Regions from separate parts of the Mus musculus genome. Here region 1 is linked to region 2. Evidence: chromatin contacts called from public HiChIP or PLAC-seq data. All regions are on one chromosome and are shown on one strand. The core of a region is the stretch at or near the end of the contact, and the rest is flanking DNA. Distances in the headings are between cores, read along the strand shown.

Evidence for each region. HiChIP or PLAC-seq counts read pairs in DNA pulled down with a chosen protein or histone mark.
Region 1: a contact with region 2 is called in an HNF4G HiChIP or PLAC-seq map of pancreatic cancer cells. The contact joins the enhancer-like site here to the promoter of Akr1b10 in region 2. A contact is called at or near these places in 2 of 39 promoter capture datasets (the HPC-7 cell line and hippocampal neurons), 3 of 115 datasets of contacts at active chromatin or transcription factors (effector CD8 T cells, memory CD8 T cells and pancreatic cancer cells) and 1 of 9 other capture datasets (pancreatic islet).

The regions. Positions count from the first base shown.
Region 1 is chr6:34,490,176-34,496,816 of GRCm38.p6, forward strand. All of the region lies in intron 2 of Bpgm (2,3-bisphosphoglycerate mutase), which reads left to right. Among named protein-coding and RNA genes, the nearest start is that of Bpgm, 17 kb to the left of the region's middle. Within about 2 kb of position 5,301, at least 68 of the 459 cell types and tissues checked have an H3K27ac peak or open chromatin away from gene starts, as enhancers often do. A contact at or near this core is called in the HPC-7 cell line, effector CD8 T cells, memory CD8 T cells and 1 more, where this site is marked.
Region 2 is chr6:34,379,652-34,387,217 of GRCm38.p6, forward strand. Akr1b10 (aldo-keto reductase family 1, member B10 (aldose reductase)) reads left to right here and starts at 4,596. Exons shown (of 10, transcript NM_172398.3): 1 at 4,596-4,756. The coding sequence starts at 4,691. It also overlaps the pseudogene Gm13858.

The DNA of each region.
Region 1 (6,641 bases), core at 4,051-6,550, 110 kb after region 2:
GCGGGGTCTGCCCACTGACATCATTTGAACTTGATTGTTTCTTTTAAAGATTTGGTTTTCAACTAAGGCCACATTCTGAGGTCCTGGAGGTTGAAGCTTCAATCTCCCTCCCTGTCTTTGTCCCTGTCCCCGCCCCTGCCCCTGCCCCCACCCCCCTTCTCCAGGAACAGAGTTCAATCAACACCCAAGAGAAATGAAAATTTCCACACTAAAACTTGTTTACAAACTTTAATAACAGCAGATTCATAATAGCCAAAAAGTAGAACAGCTTAAATGTCCAACTAACGAATGGGCAAATTCAGTGTTTTCTAGCCACAGAGGAGGAGGTTTTCTCAGCAGTGAAGAGGAGTGAAGTACTATATGCATCGTACTGGATGAATGGTGAGGTCATTGCATTGTGGGAAAGCGAGGCACAAAGGATTCTTTATAAGGTGTCCATAGTAGAGGCTGGAGAGATGACTTGGCAGTTAAGAGTACTGCCTGCTCTTCCAGAGGACCCGAGTTCATCTCCCAGCGCCTACGCAGCCTGTCATTCCAATTCTAAGGGATTGGATCTGTCTCTTGGCATCTGAGGGCCCCCCCACGTGTGTCACATATTCATGCAGCCACACGTGCATACACATAAATAAAGATGAATCTTTATGTCCAGAATAGGTGTAAATCTCAAGACAGAACTTAGAACACGTGCATACGGACAGGACTGGGGACGCCTGGAGTCTGCGAGGACAGCGAGTGTCTTGATTCTGAGTTGCTTCCTGGGTGACAAAACTGTTCTAAAATCGATTATAATGATGGTTGCACAACTCTGCACATGTCTGAAAAGCTATTGAAATGTACACCTTAAATGGATAGCTTATATGTGAATTATATTTTATTAATAATATAACATTCAGTGAAATTCAAAATAAAAAGGGCATGTTGTTATAACGAAGAATGGCTTAGGGCAAGTATAGTGAAGTGATGCTAACACAGATGTATATAGATAATGAATATATAATCAGGAAGGCAAAAGCTTAGCTTTGACTGCTGAGACAGAAAAGGACTTCCAGGGCTTTCTCAGAAAGGAGCAAGCTTAGGCCACAGACTGCTTCCAGCACTCTGGAATGCCTTCCTAGATGTCGGCCACATAGGATTCAGTGAGTTTTCAGAGGCTAACAAAATTGAAATAATCTTATGACTTCAGTCATTATCACTGTAGATAACTTTAGGAAATGGTCTTATTTTGTGATTCTGAGCTAAGGCAGTGGAGTTGGAATGAGAAGAAAAGACTTCCTTAGGAAGTCTTGGGGTCAGGAGCAAGGCAAAGGGTAGAAGATGTCTGCAGGGAAAGAGAGGCAGGTATGAAGGAGCTAGAGCGTAGAGATGGTGGGTGTGGTGCAAGGGAGAGGGAGATTTTCCACTAGGGGAGGAATGCGCACAAGATGCAGACAGACAGACATCAGTCTGTAACCAGGCAGCAGCAGAGGAAAGTGTAAAGGGAGCGTTTGGCTTTGGCTCTTGCACATCCCCCCCCCCCACACTTTTTTTTTTCCTGGAGTAGCCCCTGTTGGAACCACTGTTAGATTCATGAAGTTCTTTGATGTTACCATGCCTTCTCCTGGTTGTGGACTGCCTACCTAACATGAGGAAGTTATGTATGCGAAATAGGTTGGTTTATTTCATAGAGTACTTACCTATTGTTTTGGGAATGCTCAAAACACTTGTCTCTGCTCGTCTAAAGCCCAAGTGTTGGCACAGCTTCTTAAGTGTGGGTCAGAAACCCATACGCAATTGAATCCTGACATAGGACCCTGTAACAAGGTGAGGCTGTGGAAAGTCTGGGAGCACGGGAAGGTTTCTGAGGGTACAACAATAACAAAATTAATTCCGATCCAAATGCATAACGGCTCTGGGGTGTAGCGTTACCAAGCTTCATTGCAGCCTTGGTTTTGAACACACGAGGAAGAATTAAAGGGTATCTTCCCAGAATCTGAAGAAATGGTGTCCTGAAGGATAGACAGTGTTTCTTCTATATCATCTCTATTAATTTGATGAGATTTCAGCATTTTAAAATTTGTTATAGATGTACTCACTCACCAACATAGGAGCACCACCCTTAGGCCTGTGGTCTTGTATGTGGAATCTTGAGAAGGCTAAGTTTATAGGGTTTTCTGTGCTATTTGATAAAATATCCCATTGGCTTTAGAAGCTACCCTTTCTCCAAAAAAAAAAAAAGAATGACTTTCTTCCACTTGGTAGGGGGTGGGAGGACACCTCACCTCTCTCAGAGGCATCAGAGCTTACAATGTGTATGTTTATTGTGAAAATTTACCACATTGCTAGTGTACATTCTATAGTTGTCTGCCTCACAAGACCCATTTCTGATGGATACAAATTATCTTGATGTAATTACTATTACCTTTTACTTCTAGAGTTACCACAGATCAGCCAGTAAATGACAAAGTCACTTTACTGTATGGTTGTCTTTAGACTTAATGACTAACCAGAATTCATTAAAATTAACAGTCTTTGCAATGCATACTTCCTGTATTCACAAAAGTTGCCAAACTTACATTGATTAAAAAAAAAAAAAGGTAAAAATTCTTGTTGTAGATACATCTGATTCTAACCCATGCTTTCTGTAGGAATACATATTTATATAAAAGTGTCCCCCATAAAATAGGGGTTTTTAAGGACCTGGGGAACTTTCCCTGTGTTGTCCTTAAACCACACATTACCAATTATAAAACTACTTTAACTGTTTGAGAACTAACTCAGAGGTGGGGATAGTGGTGACTCCAGTTAAGGAATTATAATATTGTTCTTTAATATGCTCACAACATTCACCTGCCCTCCTGTCTACAGGGGCAATGTCTGTGTATGTCAGCTGTGCAAGTGTTGACTTTAGGATGCTTTTTAAACTTCTCGTGTATTTGGTACTGCGGCATTACTGCAGTCAGATCCTGGCTGTGCTTAGAAGACAGGACCCAGGGTGGTGTAAAAAAAATCCAGGAAGGCCCCGGATGGCTTGGCCATGATGACCACAGCCTTCGGTCAGAATTGTCAACTCTGCCCCAAGACCAATTTACTTGGCTTCTAAGCAGGATTGCAAGCAGGAGTTTTTTCATTTTAAGTTTTCCCCCTGAAGAATGGCTCTTTTCCTTGCTTATTCTTTCTTCAGAACATTACAGTGTAAGCAGCGGAGTCAAGAGCATCCCTAGCAGGTCGACCAGTTTTTAAAAAGGTAACTTAATACAAGGAAATGAGTCTTTAATTATTACCGCCACTGTAACACTGTGGCCCGCGAATGGCACTCCCTGGGGGAAATGAGTCTTTCGTTATTGCCGCCATTGTAACACTGTGGCCTGTGAGTGGCACTCCCTGGCACAGCTGTACAAAGAGGCTGTTTGTGGAGCTCATGCTTCCTGCCAAGCATAGTCCTAGACATTTTGCACAGATATCTTGTTTCATGTAGAAACCTGAGTGTGGCCTTTAGCTCTCTGGAGAGCAGTAGCTCAATATTGGGTTTTACTCTGTTGTTTACTGTCTCCAAATCCTATTTCTTTATTTCATGGGATCAATCACTGATCAGGAGGCTTGACAGAAGCTTTAGTTAAAACAAGCAAGCTTTTTCACACCCCAGTACCGTGGATGAATCCGTCACAGCATGCTAGGTGAAGAAACCTCAGCAGAGAATGCTGCGTACCGCCTCGGCCCACGCATGTGGCACGTGGGAGCGAACCAAGCTACAAGGTCCAAGCAGAGCTGAGTGGCAGAGGCAGGCTGCATGTCTGCAAGGCGACTCGGGGTCAGGGGATGCTAGGCTCTTGGGCATCGTCACTGCAGGTGCCTACACCTTTATAGACGAAGCTTAACGGAGCTGGCTGGCAGGTGCTTTAGTGTTAATGTAGTGAAAATGGTGCCTCAGAAGAGACCGGCTTCATTCAGTGTAGTCAGTAAGTGAAGTGCCCTTAATCGGGACCTTAGTTTGTGTTCCACAGAGTGATCGTCTGAGTGGGATTCAATCCCAGGACCCCTATTTGCCACCGTATTCTATAGCCATGTGCTTCCATCTGCTCTCTCCACATACACACAGTGGAATTAGATGAACACACCTCCCTGTGTCTTGAAAACTCGAGTGGGCATTGTTACGGCCTTTTCAGTCTTCTGGAGCTGTGTGGTGCCGACTCTCTTCAGTGCCTAAGCCATCAGCAGGCCAGGGCCACCCTTCAAAGTTCTGCTTCATGAGATGTTACACCGAAGATGCTGGAAGAGTTTGTGTGTATTTTTATTTTTATGGTGCTGGGGATTGACCCAAGGAGCTCACACCTTCCAGACCAGTGCCCTGCCACTGAGCTGCACCCTAGCCTGACCGTGTATTTTGTTAGCCTTGCCAGTGTTACTTATACAGGTTGTGAAGCCTTCTGATGGCTTTTCAATCCCAGACTGATGACCTCTTATTTGTCACTGTATTCTATAGCCTTATGCTTTCATCTGCTCTTTCCACTTGTACACACACACACACACACACACACACGCACACACACCCATACCCATCTGTGTGCTTCTAACATCATCTAGTAAGGCTAGAAGTAGGTTATGGACCTCTTGGAGTCAATGTGTGTGAGCAATACAGTTGAAGACAATGTTACTGGTTGGAAGTTAGCTAACATTCTTACCCGAGGATCACCACTTTAGGAGCCTCGTGGCAGCATCTCTGACAGGCTCCCTGTCTGCTGAGCCTGGTCTGTAACCTGCCTAGTAACGTATTTCTATTAGAGATCGATTTACGTGTAATCTGAGAATGCTTAATATTTTCAGAAGACAAACAAGGCATGGGATACTATACAGTAAGAAAATTCCCCCAGGGACTGCTTCACTGGTTTTCAGAACCATAAATAATTGCCTACAATCTTGTCAGTAAGTCCAGGTTAAAGCCGATCTCGCCCCTGACAGTTGTGCTTCTCACAACGCTGCAAGAGAACTTTGAATGCCCGCGGGAGAGCTAAAAGCAACCTGTTGTGCACAGTTCCAGACAGGCGTGTGTTTCTTTTTCTTGTGGTTGGCATAGTTGCTTCCTGTTTGTTTCCTGCTGGTCCACACTGAAGGAAAAGCCGAGTACCTAACTGAGTGTTGGATGTGGTCTGTACCTTGCCAGAGGAAGTAGATTGTTTAGTCTGGTTTAAGCACAGGATCAGGCAGATGCAAGACAGGGATAAAGAGTGGCGGCAAGAAATTTGTATAAGACTTGGACTCTGTCCCTGGAGAAGTGTACACAGCTGCACACACAGCAAGTCAGACACAAGGTGACGTGAAATGAGAGAAATGAGAGGAAAGGTCAGCTAGAGCTGGCTGCCAATGGCGGCTGAGGTGTTTGTCACCTTTGGCATTTAGTAGGATATTTTCAGAATCATGGAGTTCAAGCCCTCTTTCCTGGGAGACAAATAATTGCTTAGTGGTAGAGCTGAGCTAGCTTTTATGCAAGCCTACAAAATCTATAGTAGCCTTTATTCTTAAATAGCGTAAGATTTTAACTGTAATTTAACTAAACAAATTAAATTATAATTATTTGAATACATTATTTAAATTATAAGTGATTTAAGTGAATAAATTTGGTAAATTATAGTGAATGAAAAGTTAACTAAAACTGAAAGGTGAATTCATCTCTCTCTTGCTTAATTTTAAAGCAGCAGCTATTACCCTGCCATCAGGTTACAGGGTAATTTAATACCCTGTTTTCTTTGGTTTCCCCAGGCTATCTTTTAATTGTATGTATGTGAAACTAAAAATTTAGAAGTCTAAAATTAAATTTACTTGTATGGTCACCTGTAATGGACAGTCTCTTCTTTCAGCCCTTACTGATAATAGAAGAATACACAGCGTCGTTGTCCCATAGGTCCAGTGGGGACAAAGAGGGGTGGGTGGGGGTCTCACAGTTGGCTGCCACCAGATTCACTGAAGCTGGGTGGTGTTTTTGCTTTTTTGTTTTTAATCCTAAAATATGGGCTTTCCTTTCGTCCTGTAGCAACTCCTCCTGTGTCCCTGAGTGCTGCTTTTCCCCATTTCCTGCTGCTAAAAGATTTGTAGGCATTTTAGAGAAAAGCCAAAGAACACACAGAACAGATTTGTGCAGTTTGCTTGATTAGCACTAGGTATAAACAACTTTTTTGTTCCAGGCTAAGAACTGTTTAAATGCACCTCCCACACCTCGTTTCTTGCTCAGTTCATAATGAGAAAAGTCTTTAATCAAGGCTTCAACAATAAAGACTAGACTTGAAAGCCAAGAAAGTTAGAATTCACTCAGTTCAACTGTATGCCCAGGGCCCAGTGATTCAAGTCCTGCTTTTGGCCCAGGAGCTAGAGTACACATGAATGAGTGAGACACACAAGGTCCTGCCTATGGTGGATCCTATGTGCCCCTTCTGATCTTTCAGAAATGTCACCCAAAAATGCACATCTGATATGACCTTCCTTGGAGTGCTCTCATGCAAAAGCCTGTTGCTGGGGAATCTTTAACCTTTATTCCTTATAACCTGCAATCCCATGTAAAAAGTGCATTCTTGGTGGATCCAGTGGTGACATACCTAATGTATCTGACGGACCATATAGCTCCATGTTTTGTGCCTCCTAGCAGGCAACCTTCGAAAGCACTGCTCACAGAT
Region 2 (7,566 bases), core at 3,346-5,845:
AAGGGTTCTGTTGTGAAGTACCGGGATTTTCATTCTGGCTTCGATGTGAACCTGGAGCCTTGTTTCGTGAGAGAGGCTGCCCAGTTGGAAGACTGACTGATGACTTTCATGTTGAGAAGCTACCACAGGGGGCTTCTTTAAAGCAGCAGGAAGCTAATCTACTTTTGCTAGATCATTCTCTTCTACTCCAGGCAACCCTGCATCACCAACTCGTTCTTTCCCATGTGGAAGATGATTGCTTGAGGGGTCCTCATTCTTATTTGCATTATGTTCAGGCACATTTGGAATATTTGTAGGTGCTACGTGGACATTTCTACCCAATTCTTTCCATCATTTGATTGAATCTTATGGGCCTCCTTTTGTTCCTGCAAAAACTGATCTGCTAAATTTTTTTTTGCTTTGTTTGTTTGTTTTTTTTGTTTTGTTTTTTTTGTTTTTTGTTTGTTTGTTTTTTTCAAGACAGGGTTTCTCTGTATAGCCCTGGCTGTCCTGGAACTCACTTTTGTAGACCAGGCTGGCCTCGAACTCAGAAATCTGCCTGCCCCTGCCTCCCGAGTGCTGGGATTAAAGGCGTGTGCCACCACGCCAGGCTGATCTGCGAATTTTTAAATATTTTCTTCATGTTGCACTCTTAACTCCTTGATCTGCAATTCACACTGAAAACTCTCGTGTTCTAACCGCTTTACAAGGTAAGTGTTGTTTTTCCTTCATTCCTGAAGCAGATCTTCCTGTCAAAGAGACTCCTGACGAAGCTCAGTCAGTTGCTCCATTAAATGATGTATGTCTGCCATTTCTCTCTTGAACCCAGTCGAACAGGCGTGAAGGAAAACGCTACACAAACTTAGTTCAGAAACAATGGTAACTCAATCTCTGGGTGCAACAACTAGAATCCTATTCTTGTAAGCCTTATTAAATCTAAATCCTCCAGTGATGAATTGCCAGAATTTTCCATAAGCCAGGAGACACTAGTAGTGACATCTTGCCCTCTCGCTATCCCTGTCTTTATTAAAACTTTACTAAAACAGTCACCATGTTTCAGGCTGTCTATAGGAGAAATAAAACTGTAGGGAACAATTTCATAGTTCTTTATACCCATTTTAAACCTCAGGGTTGGGACCCTGAGGTCACTGTAGCTCATGGTCACTGTCTTAGTCAGGGTTTCTATTCCTGCACAAAACATTATGACCAAGAAGCAAGTTGGGGAGGAAAGGGTTTATTCGGTTTATACTTTCACATTGCTGTTCATCACCAAAGGAAGTCAGGACAGGAACTCACACAGGGCAGGAACTTGGAGGCAGGAGCTGATGCAGAGGCCATGGAGGGTGCTGCTTACTGGCTTCCTCCTTGGCTTGCTCAGCCTGCTTTCTTATAGAACCCAGGACCACCAGCCCAGGGATGAGACCACTCTTGATCACTAATTGAGAAAATGCCTTACAGCTGGATCTCATGGAGGCATTTCTTTACCTGAAGCTCCTTTCTCTGTGATAACTCCAGCTTGTGTCAAGTTAACACACAAAATCTAGCCAATACAGTCACATTCACTTTCTCTATGCTGGCTGAACCCCAACACAGGCATCTGCAGAAGATGCAGGGCTTCTTTGTGTGGATGTTTTTTTTAAAATCTAGAGGCTTGACTGTGTCTTGAATGTTTTAGTTGTTCATTGTAACTTTCCACAAGGTCATTAATACTCTAAGGATGATACGTATAAATTAGACAAAGGTAAATCTCTGAAGTGCCATCCATGAGGGTGCCTTTCAGGCCACTTGGTCTGGCCAACCAGTTCTGGCCTGGATGACTCTTGTGTGAGTCTCCTGTCTTAAAATACACAGCTCTTCTCTTCATCTCTCTCCAGAGCCTTTGTGTTGAGGCCTGCCCTCAAGCCCAGCATAGCTGCAGCCATTTTGTTCCATGCCTGTCAGCTATTTCATATTGTTGCTGTAATTTGCCTGCCAGTCTTTGGTACAGAAAAATAACTTGACTCAGAGCAAGGTCATGCTGATCACATATCCTGTTATGTTCTATATGTTCTGAGCTTTGTTAGTCTTAAGAAATTCCACAAAGCTTTACATAGGACCCATCAAATTAAAGGTCAATATGAAGTGTTATGTCTAAAATGGCTTGAATCAGAGCCAACCGCTAGGCAACACTTCCTGCACCTGTGTATGAGCTCATTGTGGTTTTAGCCTTTATAACCTGACAGAGAAAGATGTTCAGAGTTGTAACTCAGCCTCCAAACTCTGAACTACAGCCCCAATTGATCATTCTTAGGATATGTGTCCAATAAACCATCCCTGTCTGACTGAGATCGGTGTTCATGTGGTTTATGAGGCGAATCTTGGACTCCAACACTTTGTAATATATATATATGCAATGTATTCTGTAGACTCTCTCTCTCACACACACATACATCAGAAGTTCTACACATACCTTCTCAATCCTCTGTTCCTGGAACTTACTCCTGCACCCCAATCTGGCTCCCACACAAACTTCTGGAAGACAGGGACTGCATTCTAGCATTGAGTGCAGCAAGTGGCACGTGACAGACACGGAAAACAAGAGATAGGGCTTTGCTTATGATCTGAGCCCCTACTCACTAGATGCTCTGGGAAAGCTGAGAGGTGAGAAGCCAGAGAAAAGGCCAGAGAGGCAGAGAAGCATAAAGTAGCCCCTGTCATTGGGACCTACTTGTCATCCAGTATTATGTTGAAGTAACTTGCTTTCTGAAGCCAAACCTGACTTAATAGAATGTCCTAATGAAGTCTGGAAGGAATCCAGGGGCAGGGTTGAGAGGGAGTGGAGAGGAGCAAGTGGCAGCATGGTCAAGTCATTAAATCTGAAAGAAAAGCAAAGAAGAATGAAGAAACTTTTTTATTATTGAAAGAAAAGAGGCTGGAAAGATGGCTCAGTGGGTAAGAGCACTGACTGCTCTCCCAAAGGTCCTGAGTTCAAATCCCAGCAACCACCTGTAATGAGATCTGACACCCTCTTCTGGTATTTCTGAAGACAGCTACAGTGTACTTATGTATAATAATAAATAAATCTTTGGGCCAGAGCGAGCAGGGCTGACCAGAGAGAGCAGAATTGACCAGAGCAAGTAGAGGTCCCAAAAATTAAATTCCAAACAACTACATGAAGGCTCACAACCATCTGTACAGGTACAGTGTACTCACATACATAAAATAAATAAATAAATCTTTGAAAACAAAAAGAAAGAAAAGAAGGGAGGGGAGGAGGGAAGCAGGTGAGGGGGGAGGAGGAGGAGGAGGAGGAGGGGAGGGGGAAGTAGGAATGAGGGAAGAACAGGAGGGTGGGGAGCAAGGGGGAGGGGTGAGGAGGGAGGAGGAGAAGGAGAATTTTAGTAGTAAAAGATCATGTCGAAATGACTAATAGGTAATCTCTACTTCTAGACCAATTTACTCCCATGATCTTACAGCAATTGTGTGAACACAGATGAAATTACACACTCACACAGCCACGCCTGACACAGAGGCTACTATAACCGCACATAATGTTACTCTGTGTTTACTTTTGTGTTAAGGAAGTTGAGATTATGATTCTTTCTTCTTTGGTCCAGCCTCACATTACTGCTTTTCAAATTCATACATTAAAAAGAGTGACTGGCCCAACTTGGGATCCATCTCATGGGAGGGCGCTAAGGTCTGATACTATTGCTGATGCTGTGTTGTCCTTACAGACAGGAGCCTGTATGACTGTCCTCTGAGAGGCCCTACCAGCAGCTGACAGAGACAGAGGCGGATACACCCAACCGTTGGACTGAGGTCTGGGACCCCTATGGTTGAGTTAGGGGAAGGACTGAAGAAGCTGAAGGGAAGAGTGACCCCATAGGAAGACCAGCAGTCTCAGTTTATCCGGATTCCAGGGAGCTCCCAGAGACTGAGCCACCAACTAGGAGCATACACGGGTTGGTCGGAGGCCCCTGGCAAAAATACAGCAGAGGTCTGCTTGGTCTGGCCTCAGTTGGAGAAGATGTGCCTAATCCTTGAGAGGCTTGAAGCCCCAGGGGAGGGGGAGGTCTGCGGGGGCACCCTCTCGGAGGCAAGGGGGAGGAGGAATGGGATGAAAAATTTTGGGAGGGGGGACAAAAGGGGGGACGGGAATGTAAATAAATAATAAAAATTGAAAAAAAATTCTGCAAGGACATCCGTCAATTGATTTCCCACCGATATCTCTTGTTATCAATATTGTAGCTAGTGAAATAGTGGTTTCAGAAATAATTGATGTGGCTAGTCTGACAGTAGTGGGTTATCAGTACTAATCGATATCAGAATGATTGCTATATGCCTCCTTGTTTGCCTTGAATTTTTTTTCCCTAGCTGAAAACTTGTTGGACCCCTAGAGTATGTGCACTCTCGAAGCAATGACCTTCCTTAAATAAACTTATGCATTCATCTTTCACTGCCTGTTATTTTTGTCCACACACCTGTGCGGGCACTGCTGCGGGAGCCTTGCACTCTGCAGCAGGGAAACTTAGTATTCTGCAGTGTTTACTGCTGGTCAACCCTACGAAAAACCGAAATGCACTTCCTGTGCCAGTGCCCGCCCCCAGGCTGTGGCTGCTAGCCAGTAGGAAGAAGAGCCTGTCTCCTCAAGGACACGGAACCAGTTGCCAGACTCCTAATTTAGGCAAAGGCTCCCGTCTGTTCCCTTTGAACCGTTTCTGCAGCAACCATGGCCGCCTTCGTGACGCTCCTTACCGGAGCCAAGATGCCCATTGTGGGCCTGGGCACCTGGAAGGTGAGTGCGCAGTTTTTGGGCAGCTGCTTTTTTCAAGTGGGGACAGGTCTTGGCACGTCTTCCTCTTTGCATAGCATTTGCCTGCCGGGTGGGGGTTGGGGTCGGGTAAGGCTGGAACTCTACAGCCTTGACCCAAGTTGCTTTCAGTTTTTGTGCTGCTTCAGGCCTCAGAGCTGGCGTCTAACTTCCCTAACAAGTGTCGGGATCCCAGCTGTTCCTGGATTTTTACAAAGTACAGCAAACCATCATCTCCAGGCAGTTATTCTCGTCGCAAGCTTTTCCTCAGAATTACTTCACAGTTTACAAGTTTTGGCTGTGTATTTATTTCTGGTTGAATTATTTAGAACGAGAACGCTGAGCTCCAAATGACCCAGCTGCCCTTGCTACCCATGCTGAAGGACCCCATTACCTACTTCAGAGTAGTCTGGGAGCCTGTGAAAGCCCAGTCTCAGACCCCAGCCCAGGCACGTTCACTTTCCAAAGACCCCACTAGTTCCCACATGTTAAAGCCCGAGCAGGATCAGGGTGGCAGAGAGACTGAGCGAGAGTCAGCTCAGGTCCCACCCTGGCTGTGTTCAACTCACCTGGCAAGTTTCTCCGAGGCTCATCTCAATGCTTAGTGAAACGGTTTTGGACCAAGCCAGAAATTACACATCCATCAAAACAATAACTAATCACTTGCAGATCTCCAGGGAATCAACTCACATGGAAAACTTCACAGAGATGAACTTTCAGAATTTCAACAGCAGACGCAGACTGTAAAGGAGTTGGGCTCAGGATGAGTAGCCCGTGCTGCCAGCAGTGCGCGTGCAGGGGGGCGGGGCTTTCAGCCTGGACCTCAGTGCCTCTGAGTGGCTGGAAGCAATTCCTTGTCCCAGTGATGGCGCAGCTGTTGCTGTTTTATGATCTTTTAAAAATTAGATTTATTTTTTATTTAAATTTCAAATGTTATCCCCTTTCCTGGTCCCCCCTCCAGAATCCCCCTATCCCATCCCCCCTCCCCCTGCTTCTTCCCTCACCTACCCACCTACTCCCACCTCCCCACCCTCGAATTCCCCTACACTGGGGCATCAAGCTTTCACAGGACCAAGGGCTTCTCTTTCCATTGATGCCCGACAAGGCCATCCTCTGCTACATATGCGGCTGGAGCCATGAGTCTCTCCATGTGTACTCTTTGGTTGGTGGTTTAGTCCCTGGGAGGTCTAGGGTGTCTGGTTGGTTGATATTGTTGTTCTTCCTATGGGGTTGCAAACTCCTTCAGCTCCTTCACTCCTTTCTCGAACTCCTCCACTGGGGACCCTGTGCTCAGTCCAATGGTTGGCTGCAAGCATCCACCTCTGTATTTGTCAAGCTCTGGCAGAGCCTCCCAGGAAACAGCTATATAAGGCTCCTGTTAGGATCCACATTGGCATCCACAATAGTGTCTGGATTTGGTGTCTGTATGTGGGATGGATTCCTAGGTGGGGTAGTCTCTGGATGGCCTTTCCTTCAGTCTCTGCTCCACATTTTGCCTCCATATTTCCTCCTGTGAGTATTTTGTTCCCCTTTCTAGGAAGTACTGAAGCATCCATACTTTGGTCTTCCTTCTTCTTGAGCTTCATGTGGTCTGTGAATTGTATCTTGGGTATTCCAAGCTTTTGGGTTAATATCCACTTATCAGTGAGTGCATACCATGTGTGTTCTTTTGTGATCAGGTTACCTCATTCAGGATGATATTTTCTAGTTGTATCCATTTGCTTAAGAATTTCATGTAGTCATTGTTATAGCTGAGTAGTACTCCATTGTGTAAATGTACCACATTTTTGTATACATTCTCTGTTGAATGACATCTGGGTTCTTTCCAGCTTCTGGCTATTATAAATAAGGCTGCTATGAACATAGTGGAGCATGTGTCCTTGTTATATGTTGGAACATCTTCTGGCTATATGCCCCAAAGTGGTATAGCTGGGTCCTCAGGTAATACTATGTCCAATTTTCTGAGGAACCACCAGACTGATTTCCAGAGTGGTTGTACCAGCTTGCAATCCCACTAGTAATGGAGGAGTGTTCCTCTTTCTCCACATCCTCGCCAGCATCTGCTGTCACTTGAGTTTTTGATCTTAGCCATTCTGACTGGTGTGAGGTGGAATCTCAGGGTTGTTTTATTTGCATTTCTCTGATGACTAAGGATATTGAACATTTCTTTAGCTGCTTCTCAGCCATTCGAGTTTCCTCAGTTGAGAATTCTTTGTTTAGCTCTGTACCCCATTTTATAGGGTTATTTGATTCTCTGGAGTCTAACTTCTTGAGTTCTTTGTATATGTTGGATATTAGCCTTTTATTGGGTGTAGGATTGGTAAAGATCTTTTCCCAATCTGTTGGTTGTCATTTTGTCCTATTGACAGTGTCCTTTGCCTTACAGAAGCTTCCCAATTTTATGAGGTCCCGATATTTGACAGCTACATAAAGGATCTCTAGACTTTGTGAGAAATTTATTTATTTATTTATTTATTTATTTATTGTCTGAGATAGGCATATATAACTCTGACAGACATAGAACTTAGTAGGCAGCTGAAACTGCTCCTGACCTCATAACTCTACCTCCCAAATGCTTGCAATTACAAGCGTGAACTATGTCACCGAGAAGTTGAGCTTCCAGGCTGGCCCAAATTCTCTGTCCCCCTGTCTTTGCCTCCCTTGTGCTGTGATTCAGGTTTGCACTGGTATGCTTGGCTCTCAGTGAGTTTTGAGGTTTTGTTTTTGAGGCAGGGTCTCACTATGTAGCATGGCTAGTGTGTGAATTCTTGTGCAGAACAGGCTGCTCTCAAAAT